Linked DNA regions of Gossypium hirsutum: region 1 is linked to region 2. The links are chromatin contacts, called in public Hi-C maps. All regions are on one chromosome and are shown on one strand. Each heading gives the region's core, a stretch centred on a gene start, on an enhancer-like site or on the middle of the called end of the contact. The rest is flanking DNA. Distances are from core to core; before and after follow the strand shown. Region 1 holds the start of LOC107955705 (protein JASON). Region 2 has its middle 16 kb from the start of LOC107956417.

Evidence for each region. A called contact is a pair of places that touch in the nucleus more often than the background predicts.
Region 1: a Hi-C map of leaf shows a contact between it and region 2, with 4 times the contacts expected there. The contact joins the promoter of LOC107955705 here to the enhancer-like site in region 2. A contact is called at or near these places in 15 of 34 Hi-C or Micro-C datasets (anther, callus, hypocotyl and 3 more).

What each region holds. Positions count from the first base shown.
Region 1 is chrA07:84,699,437-84,702,522 of Gossypium_hirsutum_v2.1, reverse strand. It overlaps LOC107955705 (protein JASON), which reads right to left and starts at 1,436. Exons shown (of 7, transcript XM_016891501.2): 1 at 1,132-1,436; 2 at 896-944; 3 at 695-759; 4 at 395-609; 5 at 1-149. The coding sequence starts at 1,302.
Region 2 is chrA07:84,575,205-84,578,487 of Gossypium_hirsutum_v2.1, reverse strand. No RefSeq gene overlaps it. Among protein-coding and RNA genes, the nearest start is that of LOC107956417, 16 kb to the left of the region's middle. Within about 2 kb of position 1,522, at least 1 of the 9 cell types and tissues checked has an H3K27ac peak or open chromatin away from gene starts, as enhancers often do. A contact at or near this core is called in leaf, where this site is marked.

The DNA.
Region 1 (3,086 bases), core at 187-2,686, 120 kb before region 2:
ATTCACATTCAAATCGCACAGACTTGTTCCTTTCATAAGCTGAAGTTGAAAAGATACCAGTCTTGGCTGTTTTATCAGCAGTCGTCGCCTCACTACCTTCAGTAGAACAAATGGAGGACATCCCAGTGTTTGCTGCATTCGATATACAACTAAAAAAGAAATAGCACGAGTCAATTGTCAGGTAGACTTCAAAATTATGCGAAAATGTATTCACAAAATCACACAACAAAATTGCAGATACTGTTGCTTCATTTCTAAGAAGAAAATTATTATCCGCAAAGCAATTCTAAATTCAGTGAGAAGCCAATTACATGTTTCGATTTGTTGATTAAAATTTTTAAAGTCTGAAGTTAAATCTGATAACCTGCTAGGTGTATTATCCGGAGAATCTGACCTCCCCAACACCTCGAAAAGTTTACTTGGAGTAGGTGGCTGGTCTGATTTCTTATCCAACTGAAGCTTATCAATGGATGTGTTTGGAAGCCAAGAACGATACTTCGAAGTCTCTGAATCTCCACCACAAGGAGGGGACTGTTTAAGCTTGTGAGATGCTTTGCGAATTTCAACCGGAGTCTCTGGTATTGTGCCACAAGATTTAAGGAACTTTGCCTACGGAAAGGTAAAAAATTTGAATTGTAATTCGCATTGCACATACAAAGCAACAAATCTAAATCGAATTGCTCGATGTACATACCTCATCCTTGAGACCTTTATTAATTTGTGGAGACTCCAAATCGTTGGATGGAGAATCTCCTTTCTCTTTTAGAACCAAAACAAGAAAACAAAATAATTACACTTTCAAACAAAGGAAAAATCAAATTTGAGGGGACAAAAAAAAATGTTGAAATTAGCTAAATCGACAAATAAGCTAGATAATCGATACATATATAGTTACCTTCGTCAACAAAGAGAGACGATAATCGATTTCGAGAAACAGTACGTTCCTGCTCAGCCAAAACGAAAATAAACGAAGCTAGCTTTATTCAAGTTTGTCTTCTCTTTAGAAATATAAAAAGAAAAAGACTAGGAAAGAAAATGTTTCTTGAACTGAATTTTCCGAGAAACCAAACGCAGGTACAAGAAAACTGGAAATGAAAGTGCAAAAACACAAACAGACAAAAAAAAACTTACAGTGGATTTGGAACAGGAAGCGACGAGGTGAGGGCGGGAACGATCGGTTCTGACGCCGAAACAGTGGAAGAAACATCCCATGGCTCTGCACACCGTCAAATCAAGAAACCTCACCACTGATCTCGAGATTATCCCTAACCCTGAGTCTCGATTCAAAAAATCGCATACCATTTCATTTATTGAATTCTTGGTTTTTTGGATTATTTTTTAGAACCGATGATTTAACAGAGAAAAGGAGAAGAGAGAGTTGTTGGGTCGTTTTTTGAAATTTGAAATACCACAAAACGAGGGAAATATTATTATGATGTATTTCCTCTAAAAACGTCTTTTTTAAACGTTATTAAGGAAAAATATTAAAATGCTCCCACATTTATCTTCTCACCTGTCTGTATCCTTATTAGTACTCGCTGAGTGGGAATGCCACGTATGAAATTGTAATTGTGGTAGTGTAAATTACTGAATTGGCCCTTCTTTGCAATGATAGAAAAGGGTGAAAGGGTAGCGAGTAGACTGTTGGTTGTAAACTTGAGCAGGTGAACCTTTTATAGAAGGAATGTCTTACCATTTTTCCTTCTTCTCACTAATAACGCTTATTAGGCTTGTAAATCACAATTTTTTGTAATTAACAATTTTTAATTTTTAATTTTGTAATTGTTTTCAGTTAACTTTAACTTAAATGATTTTGATAAATATAAAAATTATAGATGAATTTCGATGTAATGTAATTTGCTGTCCTGGAAAAAATTATAAATTGATTTATAATTTTGATTTTATATAATTATAAATAGGAAATATTTTAATTTAATTTTTGGAATCCGTAACACTATTATCAATGTAGCATCAATTTAAATTTATTTATTTTATTACATAAATAATTATATTTATTCAATGTAAAAATATTAGATTAATTAATTTATATATATATATAATTGAATCAATTTTTTTCTTTAAAATGTCATAAAAGAGCATTTCATACATAAAATAACAACAAACAACATAGGAAATCTAGCCATAGCGACTTTAACAAGTAAAGCTATTAAGTCTGACATACTAAAGTAAGAAACATAATTAAAATGCCAATGGTAAGGCACCTTATACCCTCAATGAGAAAGTTCAAGTTTGAATATTGAAGATGACATTATTGAGAGGACAATCACGAACCTCGAAAAAATTAGTTTCCATAAGTTGTAAAACAAATATAAATGATACTTTTATTCTAAAAAAAAACCAAAATCAAAATTCAAGTATCGCAAATTATACATTTTAGATTGATTAATTATATATTAAATTTTAACATTTATTATTGTTAATTATTAAAACCAAAATATGAAATATTGTAACACCCCTTACTTGAGCTCAAACCTAAACTCAAGCAGGAAATGAAATATTTGAAGTCAAACAAATCACTTTCGTACCAAACATGACATTCAAGTTCAATTCATTCTTTAGGTTAATTTTAGGTCTTTTAAGACTTTTTTTTAATCATTTCTAAGCTTACTCTACAATCTGGCTTCAATTTGAGGTTGTTCGAGGTCTTTTTGGTGAGAAAACATTTATATTAGGGTAAAATAGGGTATTTGTACCAATACAACTCCCCTAGGTACCAATATCTCTGCTTAATATTGTTCATTTGTTGCATTTTATCGATGTTGTACCAATACAAGTCCTTCAAGTATTGGTACTTGGGTGCAAAGGAGCCAAAAATCAAGTTTAAACACACCCAAAGACTTCCCTAAACATACTCTATTCAATTCCAATCATTCTTAATCATTTTCCAACCTTAAATTACACGAAAATACCATTTAAAGCATCACATGTTCATCTATGTTCATTTACTAACACATGACCACATTATCCTCAAAATCTTTCCACTTCAACTTAACTTTTGTATGAACTAATGCATTATATTCCACTTTCATACCAATTGAACACCTATGTACATGCCACTCTAATGC
Region 2 (3,283 bases), core at 273-2,772:
AGTGTACGATAGTTTGTAGCATTAATTTTTGGTACACTGATAAATTTTGTTTTACAGTTTTTTTCCACTATAATAATAATAATAATAATTATAATTATTACTATTATAAGTTAAATTTAGCTGTTAATATTTCAAAAAGACTTAAATTGTTATTTTTTAACAAAAATGTTGATTAAAATATTCTTTAATGATGTTGATGTGTCAACTTGTGTAGTAGTCTATATGCACTTCTTTCTGGCATGATATTGTTTGTCATATATACATGTTAATAAATATTTTAAAAGTTATAAAAATATTCAAAAATAAAAGAGTATAAAAGCTTCATAAAAATTCAAAAAATAGCATGAAGTACACTTAGATTGCAATGTGGGCTACAATGTTTACAAATTTAACGTGTTAGTTAGTATTTCTATTAAAAAAAATCAATTCAATTCTTTTTAAAAGGTTGATGATCAAAATTAATTTTTTTAAAAGGTTGAGTGTCAAATTTAATTTTAAAAAAGGACCAAATTGACAAATAAATGAAAGATCTATGGGCTAAAGTTGTAAGAATGCCTTACATTTTCTAATTAGTATTTAGTTTAATCATAATATCTTTTTTGAAGGTAAAGCAATATTATTAACGAAAAAACAAAAGTAAACAAACCAATATAGTTTAAGGGTACAACAAACAAAAGTTTAAGGATTAAAAAAAAGTAAAATAAATAAATAAAGGGTTAAAATAATTTTTTATATAAAATTAGAGGATCAAATAAGCACTTATTAAAATCTAATTTATACAATTTGTCTATTTTTTAAATATTATAATTTTTTTCTCAAAAAAGAAAAAGAAAAAGAAATACTATCATTTCAACCAATGTTTTTAGTATTATACGTCTACGTCCCAATATTCACCTGTCTTTTTGGGAAATAAAACAACACAATACTCATTGTTTAAATTAATTAGATAAGGATTATATTTAATATAATGAAAATAATTTGGTATACAATTAATGAAGTTTTTAGAATCCACAAGTAGTCAAAGAGTTGACTATTAAGGAATTAATGGTTGTGGCTGTTAGCAGTTAGTTTGCTTGTATAGTTAGCAGTTCGTTAGTCTGTTACTGATCAGTTGTTGTTAATCAGCTGCTAACTATGGCTTGTATATATATTGTTGGATATTGCTTTGTTGATACATAGGAAAGAATTACTCATTCTTGTTCTCTAAGGTATGCTTCTCAATATGGTGTCCAGATAGTTCTGTGTCTGCTATTGCTTCATCTCAGTTCCAGCGTCACGAATCTTCAGTCCCAGTAGTACGCTATCCGTCCGATCTTCACTCTGCTAGGTCTGCTTCCTCAGGGTCTGCTACCATTCAGCCTCGTCCAGCTGCTACTATGTTGTCTCCCATTCAGCTAGTAGTACTCGGGTTTCTCCTTCTCCTGCTGAGGTCTCTCCACCAGCCTCTTAAATGGTGTCCAGTAGTGTTCCGGTTGATGAGTCAATTCCTACTCCTCCTGTCAACACTTACCCCATGCAGACCCGGTCCAAGAGTGGAATTTTCAAACCTCGTGTCTTCTCAGTAGAGATTGGTGTTTCTGAACCGACTACAATTGAGGAGGCTTTGTCATCTAAGGAATGGGCTCTAGCAGCTAAAATGCATTATTTAGAAATCAGACATGGGACTTGGTTCCCTTACCTGCCAACTGGAGAGCTGTGGGGTGCAAATGGGTGTTTAAGCTCAAAAGACATGCCGATGGTTCAATAGCCCGATACAAAGGACGTTTGGTGGTCAAAGGGTATCTTCAGGAAGCTGGCATTGACTTCCATGAGACTTTTAGTCCGGTTGTTAAGCCAACAACCATTCGTGTTGACCTAACGCTTGCTGTAAAGTTTTGTTGGCATCTCCGGCAGCTCAACATCGACAATGCCTTCCTTAATGGTGATTTGTCCGAAGAAATTTACATGGTTCAACCTCCTGGTTTTGAACAAAATCATGGTGATCAACCTTTGGTCTGCAAACTCAAGAAGGCTCTATATGGTCTTAAGCAGGCTCCCCGAGCTTGGTTTTCTAAGTTGAGAGACTTCCTACTCATGTCCTAGTTTGTTTTGACAAAATCAGACAGCTCTTTGTTTGTTCGAAAAACTAAGGATGTTTGTCTCTATGTCCTTGTTATGTGGACGACATCATTGTTACTGGGAATAACAAAGGTAGCATTGATGAGTTTGTCACAATTTTGAATAAAACATTTTCCTTGAAAGACTTGAGGCATCTTTCTTATTTCCTTGGAATTAAGGTTCTTCCTACTACTGAAGGGCTATTTTTAAGTCAGCAGAAATATGTGCTTGATCTTCTACGGAGAGCCAAGATGGATCAAGCGGCAGGTTCACCTACGCCCATGGTCACCTCCTGTGTTTTGTCTCTCCATGTTGGCAGTGCAGTGGAGAATGCCTCGGATTACAGAAGTATTGTGGGTGCATTACAGTACGTGGTCATCACCAGGCCTGATATTGCCTTTGTTGTCAATAAGGTTTACCAGTTCATGCATCAACCTTTAGATCAACACTTTAAGGCTGTGAAACGTATTCTTTGGTACCTTTAGAACACCATGGATTATGGACTGCATTTCACTAAAGCTGCCAATCTGGATTTAGTAGGGTACTCAGATGATAATTGGGGAATCGATGTGGATGATAGACGATCTACTACGGGGTTCTGTGCGTTTCTCGGAGGGAGTCCAGTTGCCTAGGGATCCAAGAAACAAAAAGTAGTCTCCAGGTCCACTGCTGAAGAAGAATATCGTGGCCTTGCTCACACTGTCACTGAAATGGTTTGGCTTGATTCTCTCCTCTCTGAGCTACATATCTCTTCTACTCGCAAAGCTGCTGTTTGGTGCGATAACTCTGGAGCTGTTGCTGTTTCTGCTAATCCAGTTCTTCATTCGAAATTCAAACATGTCGAATTAGATCTCTTATTTGTCAGGGAAAGAGTTGCTGTTGGACTATTGCAAGTAGGACATGTTATTGCTCAAGAGCAAATAGCTAATGTATTCACTGAGCCTTTGTCTGGCCTTTGTTTACAAAGTTCAGGTCATGTCTCAAGCTTATTGCTAAACCTGGTCAGTCAGCAGTCATGAGAAAGCTGGAGGCATATTAAGGAATTAATGGTTGTAGCTGTTAGCAGTTAGTTTGTTTGTATAGTTAGCAATTCGTTAGTCTGTTACTGATCAGTTGTTGTTAATCAGCTGCTAACTATGGCTTGTATATATATCGTTGGATATTGCTTTGTTAATACATATGAAAG